Linked DNA regions of Pan troglodytes: region 1 is linked to region 2. A link is a contact called in public Hi-C data. All regions are on one chromosome and are shown on one strand. Each heading gives the region's core, a stretch centred on a gene start, on an enhancer-like site or on the middle of the called end of the contact. The rest is flanking DNA. Distances are from core to core; before and after follow the strand shown. Region 1 has its middle 94 kb from the start of PELATON. Region 2 holds the start of CEBPB (CCAAT enhancer binding protein beta).

Evidence for each region. Hi-C and Micro-C count contacts between places; a contact is called where the count stands out from the background.
Region 1: a contact with region 2 is called in a Hi-C map of induced pluripotent stem cells, with 1.8 times the contacts expected there. The contact joins the enhancer-like site here to the promoter of CEBPB in region 2. A contact is called at or near these places in 1 of 7 Hi-C or Micro-C datasets (induced pluripotent stem cells) and 1 of 1 datasets of contacts at active chromatin or transcription factors (stem cell-derived excitatory neurons).

Annotation. Positions count from the first base shown.
Region 1 is chr21:56,646,648-56,650,562 of NHGRI_mPanTro3-v2.0_pri, forward strand. No RefSeq gene overlaps it. Among named protein-coding and RNA genes, the nearest start is that of PELATON, 94 kb to the left of the region's middle. Within about 2 kb of position 2,339, at least 1 of the 24 cell types and tissues checked has an H3K27ac peak or open chromatin away from gene starts, as enhancers often do. A contact at or near this core is called in induced pluripotent stem cells, where this site is marked.
Region 2 is chr21:56,475,640-56,479,262 of NHGRI_mPanTro3-v2.0_pri, forward strand. It overlaps CEBPB (CCAAT enhancer binding protein beta), which reads left to right and starts at 2,245. Exons shown (of 1, transcript XM_525353.8): 1 at 2,245-3,623. The coding sequence starts at 2,698.

The DNA of each region.
Region 1 (3,915 bases), core at 1,089-3,588, 170 kb after region 2:
AGAATCAGACGTGGTTCCTGCCCTCAGCCCACTCACACTCTAGCGGGCAACACAACACAGTAGGGGAGCCACAGGGGACCTGGCAGCTCCAAAGAGGCATCTGATCCAAACTATGGGGAAGAAGGGGGGGTCAAGATGGGCTTCCTGGGGGAGGTGACGTCTGGATGACTGAAAGGATGAAAAGGAGGATCAGCAAAAATAGTGCCAGGATACGGGGTACCCAACATAGTGAATGTCCTAAATGCCACTGAATTGTTCACTTTAAAATGTTTAATCGCATGTCACATGAATTTCACCTCAATTATTACAAATGCAAAAATAGTGCAGACAGAGGGACTAGAATGTGTAAATGTCTGGTGGACAGAAACTGAAGGTCATTTCACTGGAGCTGCAGGTCAAAGGAGCAGATATTGGAAGTGGTGATGAGACAGGAGAGCTGGCCAGGGGCCCTGTGGCCACAGAGAGGAGTCTGGGCTTTTTCTTGAGTGAGTGGGAGTCACAGAAGGTCGTAGGCAGAGGAAGGAATGTGGAGAAGAGAGTGGGTGAGGCTGGAAGCAGGAGGAGCAGAGAAGGGGCGATGGCCACAGTCCATGGGTGAGAGGGAGGAGCCTGGCCCAGGGCTTGGCCAGGGAGGTGAGGAGATGTGGTTGGATATAGGAGATATTTAGGGCGTAAACCCCACAGTTACGATGGTGTAGATGTGGAAGGTGAGAGGGGAGCATCACGGACGACGTCCGTGTCGCCTCAGTCAGGAACCCATCCAGGACCTGCCCCCATGTCCCCCAAGAGCCTTCTATGCGGGGGCACCACTTCCAATATCTGCTCCTTTGACCTGCAGCTCCAGTGAAATGACCTTCAGTTTCTGTCCACCAGACATTTACACATTCTAGTCCCTCTATCTGCACTATTTTTTTATTTGTAATAATTGAGGTGAAATTCATGTGACATGCGATTAAACATTTTAAAGTGAACAACTCAGTGGCATTTAGGACATTCACTACGTTGGGTACCCCGTATCCTGGCACTATTTTTGCTGATCCTCCTTTTCATCCTTTCAGGGACCCAGCTCTGTGCCTCCCTCCTCAGGGGCTCTGCCTCCCCCAAGGCTCTGTAAGGGGTGGTCTTGGCACTCCCATGACCTTCTGTGTGACCTCTGGCTAATCTCTTGGCCTCTCTGGGCCTGTTTCTGGGGCATCTTTGTCTACTCTTCCGGGAGGAGTGAGAGGCACAGGAAACCACCGCCCAGGCAGAGGACCTTGAAGAACCTGTCCTGCAGGGTGAGGCCCTCACCCGCCCCTCCTGGGGTACTCAGCAGGTGAGGGGGCAGCCTGGGCAAGAGACCCAGCTCCACCACGCCCTGCACGGCTGACTGGCCTCTGCTCACCTGAGGGACGCTGGGGTCCAATCCTCCAACCCCAGGGGCTGTGCCCCCAGGCCCAGTCTGGGATTCTGAGCCTCACACTCTGGCCAGGCCTGGGGGATGAACACCCTCCCTCAGCAGCCTGGGGTCAAGGGCATGAGGGCTGGAGCCAGGGCCTTGGGGCAAATCCCAGCTCTGCCCCTTCCTGCTGAGCTGCCTTACGCAAGTGACTCAACCTCTCTGATGCTCAAAGAAAGAGATCTGTCATGGAGGCTACATCCCACACAAGTGGGGCTTTTCCACACGAGGTGGGTATGAGTCCCGGTTCACACACTGGCACTGTGGAGTTTCTTCGTGTTTTCACAAATGGAACTGATTTTCCATCTTGTGTCGTGGTTATGCCAGGCTGGAGGAGGCTTCATCTGACGGTGATTCCCACCCTCGCCACCACCCCACTCCACTTTTCCTGGGAAGGCTCTGGGTCCCCAGGCCTTTCATGAGGCCAAGGTGTTGGGGATAGGAATGAGGACAGAGGCACTGGTGTTGGGTGTCGTCTTCCCACCAGGCATTGCCTGACACAGGCTGGCCCCCACCTGAGGCCCTGCGTGGATCTGTGCCTGCCCCTTCTCCATTGCCCCTGGTCCTGGGGGTCAATTGGCTGCTTCCTGGCTACTTCAAGGGCTGGTTGGAGGCTGCCTTTCCAGAATCCTGGAAAAGCTGCTTCTACCTGAGGTTCTGGGCCTCACTGGGCTCAGCCCCAGGCTGGGGGCCACCCCTGACACCCCGTCTCTGTACCTATCCTGCGACCCTGGCTCTGGTTCTGGGTAGGGGAACCTTGCTCTCGGCAAGACGTGAGTTCTTCCTGCTCTTCTCAACTTTTGAAACTCAAGAGCCAGGAAGCCTCCTGGGATCCCCGTACTTGGTGTCCCAGCCCTTCCCGGAGGCACTGAGTACAGACTTACAGTGGGGAAGGGGGGAAGGGAGAAAGGAAGAGAGCAGGGGCCAAGCAGGGTGCAGGGCAGGGAAGACAGGCGCTGAGAACAGACTTACAGCGGGGAAGGGCGGAAGGGAGAAAGGAAGAGAGCAGGGGCCTAGGTGGGTGCAGGGCAGGGAAGAGAGGCCAGTTCTGCAGCCTCCCCAGACAGTGGCCCTCGGGATCCCTTTACATTTTAAAAAACTGCTGAGAACCCCAAGGAGCTCTTGCTTGTGTGGATTCTATCAGTCGATACTCATGTTAGAAATGAAAACTAAGAAATATATAACATATTTATTTATTCACTCAAATGTAATAATAAATCCATTACATGAACATAACATTTTTATAATAAATACCTATGCATTTTAAAATGGACAAATTTAATGAGAAAAGTGGCATTTGTGGGGTTGTGGATATTTCTGCATCTCTCTGTAACAGCTGGCCTCTGGGGGACAGCGGGTCCTCACACTTGCTTCTGCAGTGGATCTGCTGTGAGACTTTGTTTAGGATGAAGTACCTGAGAAAACCTGGCTTCCAAAGGCACATCGTTGGAGAAAGGGAGGATATTGTCACATTGTGAAATGTATATTGAGACGGAGTCTCACTCTGTCGCCCAGGCTGGAGTGCAGTGGCGTAATCTCGGCTCACTGCAGCCTCCGGCTCCTGGGTTCAAGTGATTCTCCTGCCTCAGCCTCCCGAGTAGCTGGGATTACAGACATCTGCTGCCATGCCTGGCTAATTTTGGTATTTTTAGTAGAAATGGAGTTTCACCATGTTGGCCAGGCTGGTCTCTAACTCCCGACCTCAGGTGATTTGCCTGCCTCGGCCTCCCAGAGTGCTGGGATTACAGGCATGAGCCACTACACCCAGCCATGAATAGTCTTTAATGCTACACAAAAACTAATCAGTGGTAATGTCTTAAATTCAGATGCAATGTGGAATCTAAACATCTATCAGTGAACTTTTCAAACTCTTTAAACTCAGGTGAGAATGAGAGTAAACAGGGTAAATAATCCTACGAACCCCTTGAATGGGTCTTGGGGACCCCTAGGGATCTTCGGACCACACTTTTAGAACTGTTGTGTTCTCTACAAAGGACACGAACTCATCATTTTTTATGGCTGCATAGTATTCCATGGTGTATATGTGCCACATTTTCTTAATCCAGTCTATCATTGTTGGACATTTGGGTTGGTTCCAAGTCTTTGCTATTGTGAATAGTGCCGCAATAAACATACGTGTGCATGTGTCTTTATAGCAGCATGATTTATAATCCTTTGGGTATATACCCAGTAATGGGATTGCTGGGTCAAATGGTATTTCTAGGGACATGGATGAAGCTGGAAACCATCATTCTCAGCAAACTATCGCAAGGACAAAAAACCAAACACCGCATGTTCTCACTCATAGGTGGGAATTGAACAGTGAGAACACATGGACACAGGAAGGGGAACATCACACATCGGGCCTGTTGTGAGGTGGGGGGAGGGGGGAGGGATAGCATTTGGAGATATACCTAATGTTAAATGACGAGTTACTGGGTGCAGCACACCAACATGGCACATGTATACATATGTAA
Region 2 (3,623 bases), core at 995-3,494:
AGAAGGTGGAAGTTTGGCCTAAGAACACACAGCAAATCCTCCAATTAGCTTCAGTTCCCCCAAATCTCCCTGTATCTCTTCAGAATCCAGAAGGGGAACGTGGGCGAGTGCTGTGGTTCAGAGAGGGGAGCCATTTTGCCTAAGGTCACACAGCCCAGCTAACGAGGAACCTCTCCTTCTTCTCAGCCTCCTCCATTTATTCACTCACCATTCATCGAGCACCTTCTATGTACCAGGCTCTGTTCTAGGCACCAGGGACACAGTAGAAGGCCGTGGGGACAGAAAGCAAGACGGGCAGGCAAGATAATTCTGACTATAATGAGAACGGTGACGGAAATGAAGCAGGGGTGTGAGAGGAGTGACTGAGGGCCTAGACTTCCCATGGGAAGGTCAGGGAGGGTTTCCTGGAGGAGGCAGCTTTTGGGCTGAGACCTGAGGAGCTGCCTTGGGCAGAGGTGGGGTGACAGTGTTCTTGGTGCACAGGGAACAGCAAATGCATTCCTTCACTGGTAAATGTTGAGCGTGCTGTGCTCAGGAGTCCCTCGTGGGCCAGCCCTCCCCAAGTGGCAGCCTGCAGGGAGACTGAGGTAGACAGCTAGGATAATGGTGGCTGGCGATAGGGAAGGAAATCACTAGCAGGTGGGACAGGGAGGGCCTCTCAGAAGCCGTGGCCTCTAGCTCAGCCCTGAGTGTCCCATTTTGCAGTGAGGAAGGGCTGGTCGGGTGGCCCTGGGGAAGCTGCCGCACCCCTCTGGGCCTTGATCCCTCCCCAGCCCAGAGGCTGCTGGGAAGACCCAGAAAGCCAGCAGGCTGGGCCAGTGTTTTATCCCCTCCCTCCCTGCCTCCTACCCACCAAGGGTGCCCAGAGATGTCATTTCTCCAGCTCTTGGGGGCGGAGGTCACCCCAGCTCAGCAGATAACACCGAAGGTTGAGCAATGCCCGCCTGCCCGCTGGGGCCAGGGCTGGGGTCAGTGGGCTGGGGGTCAGCCCCGGGTAGGCTGGGAGCTCCTGCCTAGGTGGCCTGGGCTAGGAGTGGCAGAGAGGTGGGCCCAGGGAGCTGCCCCAATGGCCTAGGAATGGGTCCGGGAGGGCAAAGGGCCCTCTAACCTGAGCCTACCCAGCAGAGGCGGGCAAGTGGTCAGAAGGCCTTGGGCCTGTGTTCAAGTCCAGGCAGGCCGTTGTCGCTTTCCCATCTGTGAAATGGCAGCAACAAAAGCATCTTTCTGGTGGGGTGAAAAAAGTTGAACCTCGGGGTCCAGGCCCACCCTGAGCACAGGGCAGGGACTTGGTAAAAACTTATCTTTCTCTTTCCTTCTCTTTCCTGCATACCACCCCCCTCCCGTGAGGCCTCGCTTAAGTCCCTCCCTAGCAACTTCAGAAACAGAAGTTTTTGGCCTCTGGGACTGGCAATAGGTCTTAGGGCTCAGATGAGGGCATTTCGTTTGGGATGAACGGGGGACATGCGGCCATGTGACCTTGGTATGCCATGCCATGCTCCCTCTGGGCCTCCACTGGCACAATCCGTGGGGGTCCCTTTCTCTCTGATGTGCAGCCCACAACGTAAGCCTTAGTTTGGGAGTCTGGTGGGAACAATGCCACCACCACTAACAGTAGCGACACCCTTCATGGATTGCAGCTGGGAGAAGTGAAGTGACTCACCCAAGGTCACACAGTGTGGCAGGGCCGAGCACCCCCCGCCCCTGCCCCATCCCAGGGCCCAGGTCGGGTGGCGCGGCGCGGGGCAAGAGAAGACCCGGGCGTGTCCAAGCCTGGAGCAGGCGGCAGGTGTGGTGGGCGGGGCTAGGGGCGGGGCTCCGTGGACCAGGGTCCAGCCCCAAGCGGAGCGCGATCCTGCCCGGTCGCCCCGACCCCCGGGGTCCTCATATTGGCGGTGGCTTAAGAGGGGAGTCGTCACAGGCGTGGAGTCTTCTTTTTAAAGCCGGGGACCTGGGGAGGAGGTGGGAGTTTACGGGAGGAATGGCCACGGAGATGGGTAGCTTCTCCTGGAGCTAGAGCTGCGGGCTGGGGTCTCCAGGGTTCGGCCCGGGGAGCCGACCCTGGTCGGCCGTCGGGGCTCTGCTCGGCCCTCCTGAAACCTCCGCCTCCTCCAGCAGGGGGCGGGCCGGGGCCGCGTCTCGGGGGGAAGGCGATCAGGTCGCCCCCTCCTCCGATTCCCCCGCCTTCCAGGACAGCCTCCAGCCCAGAGGGGCGGTCCGGGGGCGGGGTCGCACCGCCCCCTCTCGCTCCCAATCCCGGGGCGGCCGGGCGGGGGTGGGCAGGGGGCGTGAGGCCGCCCCCTGCGTTCCGGGGGCCCCCCGAAAACGCGCTCCGGGTGCCCGGTCCCTCCGCTGCGCCCTGCCGCCGTCCTCCCGGGGGTCTCAGGCGGCCGCGGCCGTGTCCTTCGCGTCCCGGCGGCGCGGCGGGAGGGGCCGGCGTGACGCAGCGGTTGCTACGGGCCGCCCTTATAAATAACCGGGCTCAGGAGAAACTTTAGCGAGTCAGAGCCGCGCACGGGACTGGGAAGGGGACCCACCCGAGGGTCCAGCCACCAGCCCCCGCACTAATAGCGGCCACCCCAGCAGCGGCGGCAGCAGCAGCAGCGACGCAGCGGCGACAGCTCAGAGCAGGGAGGCCGCGCCACCTGCGGGCCGGCCGGAGCGGGCAGCCCCAGGCCCCCTCCCCGGGCACCCGCGTTCATGCAACGCCTGGTGGCCTGGGACCCAGCATGTCTCCCCCTGCCGCCGCCGCCGCCTGCCTTTAAATCCATGGAAGTGGCCAACTTCTACTACGAGGCGGACTGCTTGGCTGCTGCGTACGGCGGCAAGGCGGCCCCCGCGGCGCCCCCCGCGGCCAGACCCGGGCCGCGCCCCCCCGCCGGCGAGCTGGGCAGCATCGGCGACCACGAGCGCGCCATCGACTTCAGCCCGTACCTGGAGCCGCTGGGCGCGCCGCAGGCCCCGGCGCCCGCCACGGCCACGGACACCTTCGAGGCGGCTCCGCCCGCGCCCGCCCCCGCGCCCGCCTCCTCCGGGCAGCACCACGACTTCCTCTCCGACCTCTTCTCCGACGACTACGGGGGCAAGAACTGCAAGAAGCCGGCCGAGTACGGCTACGTGAGCCTGGGGCGCCTGGGGGCCGCCAAGGGCGCGCTGCACCCCGGCTGCTTCGCGCCCCTGCACCCACCGCCCCCGCCGCCGCCGCCGCCCGCCGAGCTCAAGGCGGAGCCGGGCTTCGAGCCCGCGGACTGCAAGCGGAAGGAGGAGGCCGGGGCGCCGGGCGGCGGCGCAGGCATGGCGGCGGGCTTCCCGTACGCGCTGCGCGCTTACCTCGGCTACCAGGCGGTGCCGAGCGGCAGCAGCGGGAGCCTCTCCACGTCCTCGTCGTCCAGCCCGCCCGGCACGCCGAGCCCCGCTGACGCCAAGGCGCCCCCGACCGCCTGCTACGCGGGGGCCGCGCCGGCGCCCTCGCAGGTCAAGAGCAAGGCCAAGAAGACCGTGGACAAGCACAGCGACGAGTACAAGATCCGGCGCGAGCGCAACAACATCGCGGTGCGCAAGAGCCGCGACAAGGCCAAGATGCGCAACCTGGAGACGCAGCACAAGGTCCTGGAGCTCACGGCCGA